2 separate regions of the Pan troglodytes genome follow, and region 1 is linked to region 2. Evidence: chromatin contacts called from public Hi-C data. All regions are on one chromosome and are shown on one strand. Each heading gives the region's core, a stretch centred on a gene start, on an enhancer-like site or on the middle of the called end of the contact. The rest is flanking DNA. Distances are from core to core; before and after follow the strand shown.

Region 1 (5,428 bases), core at 2,556-5,055, 55 kb after region 2:
CCCTTCTTTTTCCAGAATCATAGGCGAAAAGTTAGTTTACTGAATTGGGGTCTCTTTTTAAAAATATCTGTATTCATATTTCTCTCTAAGCATTGCTTTTACTATGTCCCATAAGTTTGGTACATTTTATTTTTGTTTTCATTCATCTCAAAGTATTTTCTAATCTCCCTTGTGATTTCTTCTTTGACCCATTGGTTATTTAGGAGTGTGTTGTTTAATTTCCACATGGTTTTGAATTCCCCAAATTTTTCCTTCTGTTATTGATTAATTCCATTATGGTTGGAGAAGATATTATATATGGTTTCAGTTCTTCTGAATGCATTGAGACTTGTTATATGGCCTAACATATTCTCTGTCCTGGAGAATGCTGTATGTGCACCTGAGAAGAACATGTATTTTGCAGTTGTTGGGTGGAGTGTCTTACTTATATCAGTTTTAGGTATTCACTTTTCACCTGGTTAAACATTATTCATTCTTTGAGTCACAGGTCCAAAGGATTTCTTGTGTCAAATATTTCTTAATCCATCTCCCTAAGTAAAATGTAGTTTCTTCATTTGAATTTCTATAATTCTGCCAACACCTATAACTGTATTATAACTTTTATTCCAATTCAATCTTTCTAAATTCTGATGTTATGGGTTTCTTTGTGCAGAGCCATGTTGTAACTGTATCTCCATATCACTGAAACCTTACTTCTAGTGGTAACTTTAAAGCATGTCATCGAAAGGCTGAAAGAATCTGCTGGTTATTGAGCACTTTGTCAATCCAGAGCCATAAACTACCTACAATGGATTATGGATAAGGAGAAGCAAGGCAGTGTACTCTGCCTCTGGGGAACCTACATTTTAGTTAAGAGGTCTACGAGATACCAATGTAGGAAACCTTGAAGACAAGATTTGACCAAGTGCCAAGATGAAGGCACTAGGGGATTGGACTTGTTCACTTTGTCTCTCTCCCCATGCGTGGGAAAGAGGCTTGTGGAATTGTGAGGCTGGAACAGCCCTCAGGGTTTCTGATTTCTAGTCATCATCCAGCCTGTGCGTGGACACTCTCACCCACAGGGAGACGCCCCCACACTCCCATTTAGGACTTGTTGATGGTTGTTTGCTAACTTTGGGCAGAGCAGGAAAAATGAATTGCCCTTTAGCTACCACACACCCTTCAGTCTTCTCCATAAAATAAACCATAAGCCTGCAAAATCATGTGTAAAGTCAACAGGGAAAGGAAAGAGCTGTAGTCATAAATTCTAATCCCAGGAGGATATGTCAAAGGATGCTTGCATTATATATATATATATATATTTTTTTTTTTCTTTTCTTTTCTGAGACAGAGTCTTGCTCTGTCACCCAGGCTGGAGTGCAGTGGTGCAATCTCTGCTCACTGCAACCTCTGCCTCCAGGGTTCAAGTCATTCTCCTGCCTCAGCCTCCCAAGTAGCTGGGATTACAGATGCCTGCCACCACGCCCAGCTGATTTTTGTATTTTTTAGTAGAGATGGGGTTTCACTATGTTGGTCAGGCTAGCCTTGAACTCCTGACCTCAGGTGATCCACCTGCCTTGGCCTCCCAAAGTGTTAGGATTACAGGCGTGAGCCACCGCGCCTGGCCAGCTTGCATTATATTTTGATTTCAGATAAGGAAAGTCAGATCAAGTGACTGTGAGAAGGTCACTTCTTTCTTCTCCCTTCCTTCCTTCCACAATGCAGCCCCTAAAAGTGGCAACATCTTGTTTTAAGGGGAACCAAAAGGAATGTTTTCTGAGACTTATTATTCTCCTAGTGCCTACCTGTCTGTGAATGTTCTGGGAAGGTCTGAGGATGAGATTTGGAGATATGGAGATTTGGAGAGGCGAATTCATCTCACATGCCAGTTAGACACTTTATTCTGTCTAATTCAGGACAAAGACTGATGATTTGGGGGGCTAATCGGGATTCTTTTCAAGAATACAGTGTGATGAAGAAGGTTATCAAGACAGACTGCAAACTCTTTTCTCTAGTAACCTCTGAAAATAGAATCATAATGTGAAGTACAATACCTGCAATTATGGTAGCACACATTAAATGAAATAGGAGGATAATATAAGAGCAGGCCCATAGTTGTATATATTAGTGGACTAAATGAGTGATATCTTTATTGTGATCATCATGGTCACATTTATTGACAGTCAGTTTAGGGCAAAACACTCCTGGGAGAGGGGAGCATCAAGCCATCTGAAATTGGAAGGAATTGAAGAGTTAGAAAAGGAACAGAGCAGGTGTCCTGGTATAGAGTGGACTTGAACAGGGTGAAAGAATGGGCGATCTTTGGATGGAGAGAAGGGGAGAAGAAAATGAGGGTGAGTAAAAGGCCACAGAGGTTGGAATGTGTAAGATACACATTTCATCAATGCAAAAATACCAGAAGGTGGCAAACCTGGACTTTGGTAGAGGCATGGCACAGGAAAATTGCTGTTCATAAGTCCACATAGGTGTGTCAGCTTCCAAACAATATTAGCTCACTAGATGCACATGAATTATCCACATTACTCTGTTCCAGGCAATAGCCCCTATTGAGCTAGTGACAAAGGTAAACCATCTCTGACTCATCAGAAATTCTCTTCCCAAAGAGGTGAGGGAAGAAAATGGGAGTGGTAGGCCAGGAATGAGGGGCAATTCTGGTTGGCCCAGGGTGAGTCACTTTCCCTAATGTTCCTACCAGGAGATCAGGCCATGAGCTCTTGGCTCTGCTGCTCATTCTTGTCAACTTTCCCCCATATTCTAGCTCCCTCGGGTCACTCATCCTATCACTTTTCCGATAGGGCCGTGGAGTTGTACCCTCTCTAATTTTATAGATAGGGACCCTGTGGCCTAAAGAGGATTGGGGCTTGCCCTTCTTCCTGTAGCACAGTTGGGACTAGGAGAGGGACCTCTTGACCATCAACCCCTTGTATCTGCACTCTGTCCTCTGCCATGTGACGTAACTCTTTTAGTCTTCATGCCAACTGAGAGGCAAATGAGACACAAAACAGAACATGGGAAAACTTGAAGGGGCTGTACCTTGACTGCAAAGGGCACCGGGGTACATGCGTAGAGGCAAGAAGAGTTTAGGGGCAGCAGGTCATCCTACATGACCCTATTCTCAAAAGAAAATCAGCCCCCATAATCCAGTTTCAGGTCTCATATTCCAAAACCTAAACTCTGAACTAACAAACATTGTGATTCTTTCATAGATGTCTAATATTTACTAAACAAATATTGGGACTTGTTTTCAAATTTTTGTTTTCAATACCCTCTTTCAAATGCCCCTTATAACAGGGTTCATATTTCTCTTCCTGAATGTTATGAGGCTTCCTCTTTCCTGCCTAACTGTCCCAAGGCCTCTCCTCCTCCAATGACCATGTGGCAATCATAGAGGGGGTCTTAGATAGTATTCCTGTATCAAAGTAAGTATGTCTAAGGAATTGGAGGATGCTGGTCGTTAGCCTCTGATTGATAAGCACTTCTTATTTATTTAATTTTTTTTTTTAATAGAGATGGGGGTTTCACCCTCTTGGTCAGGTTGGTCTTGAACTCCTGGCCTCAAGTTATCTCCCTGCCTCAGCCTCCCAAAGGGCTGAGATTACAGGCATGAGCCACCACGCCCAGCCTTTGATTGATAAACTCTTCTTTCCTCTTCCTTCATTCTGTAATGCAACCCCTAAAAGTGGCAAAATCTTGTTTTAAAATTTTGTCTGTCCCCTCCCCCAAATTTGGCATATTGAAAACAAGATATGGAGCAATAGTGACTCTGAGAGGAGAAGAGGTGTAGTGCAGGACACAAGAAGCTCCCCGCTGGTGAAATCCTGTAATGTGTTTCTTTCAAGTCCCCCTCCCTGCCTTTGTCTCCTGGTGATGAGGTGTAAGTTCTGCCTTTTTTCTTTTCTTTTTTTTTTATTTTCAGAAAGTCTTTGTTGCTTCAGGCAAGCATCAGAAACTGAATCTGCTGGGCTGTTGGTTGGACTGTGTGGCCTCTCTTTATCCCTCTCTTCCCAGACCCCTCAAAATCAGGTGCATTCTATATCCCCTTAGGCTAGATAGACATTCTATGGATGCTCCGGTCTGCATGAGGAAGGGAACTCCAACCTCCCCCAAGTCAGTTAATTTTAAACATTTTGGTCTTTTTTTCTGTATAATTTGGGATTGGTGTACCAGAAATGACTAAAAACCTGTGGTTTTCTGAGAGTGATCCTGGGACTATAATTTTCTGAAATTAAACTTCAGGCAAAAAAAAAAAAAAAAGAGAGAGAAGAAAAGAAAAAGAAAAACAGAAACTCTCATCATGGCCAGATGGAGCCAGAGATTTGTGAGAAGACGAGGCTTAAAGAGTAAAAGGCTATCAGTGTGCGAGATGAGTTGAAAAACAAAAAATAAAAGGTGAAATCCGAGACTGCCACGCTCGCCTAGGAGAAGTTGCAAAACCTCCTTAGTGATGTTGGGAAAATTCTTTTCAGTGAAAAGTCTCTTATGGACCTGTTAAAAATATCCCAAGAGCAAAACAGCAGACCCCCCACCTTTAAAGGAGGTGTACCTTTTGTCACTTAATGCCTGCCTGTTTCAAATCCAACCTTCATTGCTTTGTGATGTTAAAACATTTCTTCTTTGCCAGCTGGCATGATGCTAAACTTTATCAGCAGGGGGCGCTGGAGGGCTAATTTCATTGGCCAATGGCAGTGGTTTCTTGCCCTCCAGCTTCAGTTGCCCAGGATGCTGCTGGCCAGTTTTGACCCATAGTTTCCTGCCTGCTAGCCCCAGCTGCTGAGTGTGGATGAGCTCCATCTAGGGCAACCCAGTTGAACATCTGTGCCATCCAGTAGCTGCAATCGCACCCTCTCAAAGGAGGTCTGCATCCTAGCTTTGGGGCAGGGCTCCCTTCTCTTCCAAATTAGTACTTTTGTAAGTAGTCTCCCTCTGCCTAGGATGTTCTTTAGAGTTCTCTTCAATTCCCTTGTAGTAGTTACTTCTCTTCAAATAGTCAATACATCTTTATATTAAACTTTCCCTGTTCAACTTACTGTGGTTACTGTCTCCTGACTCTCCTTTCATGGACCATGATGCCAAAAATGCAATTACTAGTAGGTGAAAGGTTTGATAGTTTCAAAATCAAGTGAACATAGGGAAATACATGGGCCTTAATATCACTAGAAATTTAAAGAGGCAGAACCAATTTATTCAGCCAGAAATTATGTCTATGAATTTTGTACTTAGAATTGGTATTAAATCATTATATGGTTTAATGGTAGTGAAATGAAACACAAAACTTTGGAGACTGAGATTTTTGGAAAGATAGAGATGACCCTCCCCTTTCCTCTAGTGGCAACTGCACCAAGAACAGCCTAATACCAGAAAGCCTCCATCTCTTAAGATGTCATGACCCTTAATTGTTAGAAATTCATTGCCATCAGGCTAGGCATGG
Region 2 (6,083 bases), core at 2,790-5,289:
AAATAGACATATGAAAAGATGTTCAGCATCATATGTAATCAGGAAATTGCAAATTAAAACAAAAATGAGATACCATTACATACCTATTAGAATGGCTAGAATCCAAAACACTGACAACATCAAATGATGGCAAGAATGTGAAGCAACAAGAATTTCTATTTATTGCTGGTGGGGATGCAAAATGGAAAAGCCACTTTGCAAGACAATTGGGTAGTCTTTTTCAAAGCTAAACATAGTCTTGCCATATGATCCAGTGATCATATTTACCTAAATGAGTTTAACAATATATCCACACAAAAACCTGCACATGAAATGTTCATAGTGAGAGGTGACAGCGTGCTGGCAGCCCTCGCAGCCCTCGCTCACTCTGGGCGCCTCCTCGGCCTTGGCGCCCACTCTGGCGGCACTTGAGGAGCCCTTCAGCCTGCTGCTGCACTGTGGGAGACCCTCTCTGGGCTGGCCAAGGCCGGAGCTGGCTCCCTCAGCTTGCAGGCAGGTGTGGAGTGAGAGGCGCCGGTGAGAACTGGGGCTACGCGCAGCGCTTGCCGGCCAGTGAGAGTTCTGGGTGGGCGTGGGCTCCGCAGGCCCACACTCCAAGCAGCCGGCTGGCCGCAAGCCCCTGGCAGTGAGGGGCTTAGCACCTGGGCCAGCAGCTGCTGTGCTCAATTTCTCGCGGGGCCTTGGCTGCCTCCCCGTGGGACAGGGCTGGGGACCCACAGCCCGCCATGCCTGAGCCTCCCCCTGCTACCGTGGGCTCCTGCGCGCCCCAGCCTCCCCAACGAGCGCCACCCCCTGCTCTGCAGCGCCTGGTCCCATCAACCGCCCAAGGGCTGAGGAGTGCGGGCACACAGCGGGACTGGCCGGCACCTCCACCTGGGGCCCTGGTGCAGGATCCACTGGGTGAAGCTAGCTGGGCTCCTGAGTCTAGTGGGGACTTGGAGAACCTTTGTGTCTAGCTAAGGGATTGTGAGTGCACCAATCAGCACTCTGTATCTAGCTCAAGGTTTGTAAACACACCAATCAGCACCCTATGTCTAGCTCAGGGTTTGTGAATGCACCAATCGGCACTCTGTATCTAGCTAATCTGGTGGGGACTTTGAGAATCTTTATGTCTAGCTAAGGGATTGTGAATACACCAATCGGCACTCTGTATCTAGCTCAAGGTTTGTAAATGCACCAATTGACATTCTGTATCTAGTTGATCTAGTGGGGAAGTGGAAAACTTTTGTGTCTAGCTCAGGGATTGTAAATGCACCAATCAGCACCCTGTCAAAACGGACCAATCAGCTCTCTGTAAAACAGACCAATGGGCTCTCTGTAAAATGGACCAATCAGCAGGATGTGGGTGGGGCCAGATAAGATAATAAAAGCAGGCTGCCCCAGGCAGCAGTGGCAACCTGCTGGGGTCCCTTTCCGCACTGTGGAAGCTTTGTTCTTTCGCTCTTTGCACTAAATCTTGCTACTGCTCACTCTTTGGGTCCACACTGCTTTTATGAGCTGTAACACTCACCGTGAAGGTCTGCAGCTTCACTCCTGAAGCCAGCGAGACCATGAACCCACCAGGAGGAATGAACAACTCCAGATGCGCCACCCTAAGAGCTGTAACACTCACCGCGAAGGTCTGCAGCCTCACTCCTGAGCCAGCGAGACCATGAACCCACCAAAAGGAAGAAACTCTGAACACATCTTGACATCAGAAGGAAGAAACAAACTCCAGACACGCCACCTTTAAGAACTATAACACCCACCGCGAGGGTCTGCGGCTTTGTTCTTGAAGTCAGTGAGACCAAGAACCCACAATTCCGGACTCAATAACTTTATTCATGATTACCAAAAATGAGAAAAAAACAAGATGTACTTCAATAGGTGAGTAGATAACCTGGTACACTCATACCAGGGAATATTATTCAGTGATGAAAAGAAATGAGCTATCACGCCACGAAAAGACATGAAAGAAACCTAAATGTGTATTGTTAAGTGAAGAAGCCGGTCTGAAAAGGCTACATGCTGTATAATTGCAAACTGTATAATATTCTGGAAAAGGCAAAATTACAGAGAAGTAAAAGATACCAGTGATTGTAAATCCCTTCTAAATGAAAAATATCAGTGGTTTCCAGGGGTTGGCGGGAAGGAAGAATGAACAGTAAAGCCTAGGGGGTTTTTGGGGAGGTGAAACTGTTCTGTATACTTTAATGGTGGATACACAGCATTACACATTTAGCAAAACTTGTAGACCTGTGAAACCTTAAGCAATGAACACTGGCCAGGTGTGGTGACTCACACCTGTAATCTCAACACTCTACGAAGCCAAGGTGGGAGGACCACTTGAGGCCAGGAGTTTGAGACCAGCTTGGGCAACATAGCAAGACCATAGCTCTACAAAAAATAAAAAAATTAGCCGGGCATGGTGGCATGTGCCTGTGTTCCCAGTTACTCAGGAGGCTGAGGTGGGAGGATTGCTTGAGCCCAGGGGTTGGAGGCTACTGTGAGCCATGATCATGCCACCGCACTCCAGCCTGGGTGACAAAGTGAGACCCTGTCTCAAAACAGCAGCAGCAACAACAACAACAGATGAACTCTAATGTAAACTATGGACTTTAGTTAGTAATAACATACCAATATAGTTGTATCAATGATAACAAATGTACCACACCAATGCAATGTGTAAGATGTTAACAACAAAGGAAATGGGAATACGGAATGTATAAAGGAACTGTTTTTTGCTTAATGCTTCTAAAAATCTGCTTTAAGTCTATTTTCTTTTAAAAGTAAAGGCTAAGCCGGGCGTGGTGGCTCACGCCTGTAATCCCAAGACTTTGGGAGGCTGAGGTGGGCGGATCACCTGAGGCACCTGAGGTCAGGAGTTTGAGACCAGCCTGGCCAACATGGTGAAACCCCATCTCTACTAAAAATACCAAAATTAGCCAGGCATGGTGGCGGGCGCCTGTAATCCCAGCTACTCGAGCCCGAGGCAGGAGAATCGCTTGAACCTGGGAGGCAGAGGTTGCAATGAGCCGAGATCGCGCTACTGCACTCCAGCCTGGGCGATAGAGCGAGACTCCGTCAAAAAAAAAAAAAAAAAAAAAAGTAATAATAAAAAAAATAAAGGCTAGAGCTGCATGGAAAGAACTCTTGGCTCAGGTAGGACTTAGAGCCAGGGAGTAGGAAGAGTGGCATGCACTCTGGAGTCCTATGAGGAAGCAAGATCCCACAGGACATGGGACCATAGGTGACAGGGACCAGTGAGGAAGGACTGAGACCCCTTGCCCCATCGGCCTGCCACTTTTTTCATTGTTTTTCTCTTCCCCTCTCCTTCTCTTTCTTCTTTTCTTTTACTGTGTTCTTTTCGAGTATTCTCAACAACAGTCTAGGGGCCTGGAGGTGTGGGGAGGCCGCCCACGGATGCCTAGTTTGGCGCCCTGTGCACTGCTAGCATCTTCGTAGGGATGGGTTTGGGATGGGAGCGGGGTGATGCTCTGGTTCTCAGGGCTGGACTCCGGGCTTGGAGGGGAACTCCCTCTTGCGAGTCCCCAGTCCTGTGGGGGCTGGGCCTGGAAGGGGAACTGGGAGATGCGGAAGTGCACGCCGTCGGGTCGCATCTTTCAGTGCGGTGCGAGAGGGCCCAGTGGCAGAGGCCCAGCAAACAGCGCTTGTCAGGCGGACCTGAGTTCGAGTTCTGACTGTGCCATCTACGCTATGACTTTGGGGCAGGCGACCCACCCTCTGCGCCTCATTAACCCATGTACTGCGTGGAAAATAAGCGTCTGCCTGGGTTAGAAGAGGGCTGTGTGTGAAGATTCAAAGGACGAAGGGGAAGAGTCCTCGCTGGGCGCCCAGCACGCGGTGAGCGCCCGGCCAGTGGCAGCGCGCTCGGGCTCGGTTCCGCGCCCCCGGCAGCTGCGGGCTTTCCCAGCTCCGGCCCGGGCCCTTCCGCTCTCCCCGGCACTTACAGCGGTCTTTCTCCACTTCTCCCTTCTAGGACCGCGGCGGCTAGGTCACCTCCTCCGGACGCCGACACGCGCTGCCCTGGCAACCGTCACCAGGGAAACAAGCGACGTCACTTGCGCGTTTTCAACGCTACTCTACGGGGGCCGAGGGGGCGCCAAGAGTTCTGAAAGTGACAGAGGCGCTGATGGCGCGCTGGGCTGGATCCAAGCGGGCACGATCTCGAGTGCGCTGGAGAGTTTAAATCTTCTGGAGTATATTTTTAAAAAAGTTTTGTGGACCAAACGTTCTGCACAGAGATGCCCATTCCGCTCTCCTGTTGGGGAGTTAAAAAGCAAACGATCTCACCATGAAATTTAAAGTAGCCATTCAGATATATTTGAAAAATGTAAAACAGTGTGGGGAAAGGCCATGTTATGATGGTGAGTGAAGGAAGCAGGACGCAATATAGCAATGCTAAATAAATAAAGTTGTGTTTATTTCAAACTAGGCACTAAAACAAGACCGAAATAGAAATATTAAAAGTGGTTATATTTGGGTGGTGGAATAGCAGTGCTGTGTTTTTATTTTTACACTTTAGAGGATTTTTAAAATAATGAACATCGTTTATTTTCATAAAGGAAAATACTTGTTTTTTTTTTTAAATGGCACCTTCCAATGTAAGACACTACTATATTTCAAGGCAATATGGGGGTGGGAGGCAAATTTCTATGAAAGATGATTCAAGGGAGATTTCTATCTATCTATCTATCTATCTATCTAATCTATCTATCTATCTATGATAGAGTCTCGCTGTGTCGCCCAGGCTGGAGTGCAGTGGTGCGATCTCAGCTCATTGCAACCTCCATTTCCCAGGTTCAAGCGATTCTCCTGCCTCAGCCTCCTGAGTAGCTGGGATTACAGGCACCCGCCACCACACCTGGCTAATTTTTTTATTTTTAGTGGAGACGGGGTTTCACCATGTTGACCAGGCTGGTCTTGAACTCCTGACCTCAGGTGATCCGCCCACCTTGGCCTCCCAAAGTGCCGGGATTACAGGCGTGAGCCACAGCTCCTGCCCAAATATTTATCCAGGCCTTCATAATTTGAAAACCTTGGCAGTTGTTTTTCTATTTTTTTTCCTCATAAGGTGAATGAATACCCATCCCATAGACATGCATACATAAGATACGGCACTAGACTGCCATCAGCACTGCAGGTATAAACCCGAAGTTTCCTGATAAAGGAAAAATGGATCTTTCCCGTTGGTCTCCAATTGCTGCCTGGTGAGCTGAGGGTGGGAGACGTATAATATACAGGTGGCAGCAAAGAGAGACAGGATAAAGAGTAGGATTCAGGTAGATGTGGGCCTCAAAGGATTAGGGTTTTTTTTATATGGTGTGTGTAGTGGGGAGTATCATTCGTTTGCCTCATGACCACGATGGGACTATGTGGCATAGGAAAAGGAATAGCCAGGTCTACTTAGAGGGCTTCTGGAAAGCATGGATCCTAGCAGAAAGCCAGGTTTTCATTAAAATAAGAACATGCTGTGAGAAAATTAAGGATGCAAGAGAATTTCAGAACCGACATTCTAGAATGTATGTATTAGAAAGTTTGGGAAAGGGGTAACATTTGCTCCAGCAATCCAAGGATTATTTTTGACGAGGATATCATTTTTGCAGTAACCCATTTTTTAAAAAGCAGGGATGATTTTCCTCTAGGTTTGTTACTTTTCCACGGTCACCACTAAGGCTCTCATGCCATTTTTTTTTTCTGCCCAAAATTCTTTTGAGAATTTTCTTTAGTTTATAAGCTTGACATTTTATCATCCAAGAAGCTGGCGAATCCAATCTGGGTCACCAGTATTTCCTCATGTACAGTATACAGATGTTTGTTAATTCCAGCCCACTTTGTTTCTCTAGCCAGAAGTATCTGTAGGACACTGCCCTTTGTTTTTTGCTTTTTAATTTGAAATTATATTGAGATTTTTATAGAATCACATGCAGTTGTAAAAAATAATAGAGATCCCCTGTATACTTTTCCAGTTCTCCACAATGATATTTTGCAGAACTTTAATATTACAACCAGGATATTGACATCGATACAACCTACTCCTCTTAGATTTCTCCAATTTAACTGTCCTTTTCTTTTGATTTATC

The links. Hi-C and Micro-C count contacts between places; a contact is called where the count stands out from the background.
Region 1: a contact with region 2 is called in a Hi-C map of induced pluripotent stem cells, with 1.7 times the contacts expected there. The contact joins the enhancer-like site here to the promoter of CCDC13 in region 2. A contact is called at or near these places in 3 of 7 Hi-C or Micro-C datasets (induced pluripotent stem cells and stem cell-derived neural progenitor cells) and 1 of 1 other capture datasets (stem cell-derived neural stem cells).

What each region holds. Positions count from the first base shown.
Region 1 is chr2:46,836,861-46,842,288 of NHGRI_mPanTro3-v2.0_pri, forward strand. All of the region lies in intron 3 of ACKR2 (atypical chemokine receptor 2), which reads left to right. Among named protein-coding and RNA genes, the nearest start is that of ACKR2, 25 kb to the left of the region's middle. Within about 2 kb of position 3,806, at least 2 of the 24 cell types and tissues checked have an H3K27ac peak or open chromatin away from gene starts, as enhancers often do. A contact at or near this core is called in induced pluripotent stem cells, where this site is marked.
Region 2 is chr2:46,782,073-46,788,155 of NHGRI_mPanTro3-v2.0_pri, forward strand. It overlaps CCDC13 (coiled-coil domain containing 13), which reads right to left and starts at 4,040. Exons shown (of 17, transcript XR_010155169.1): 1 at 3,951-4,040.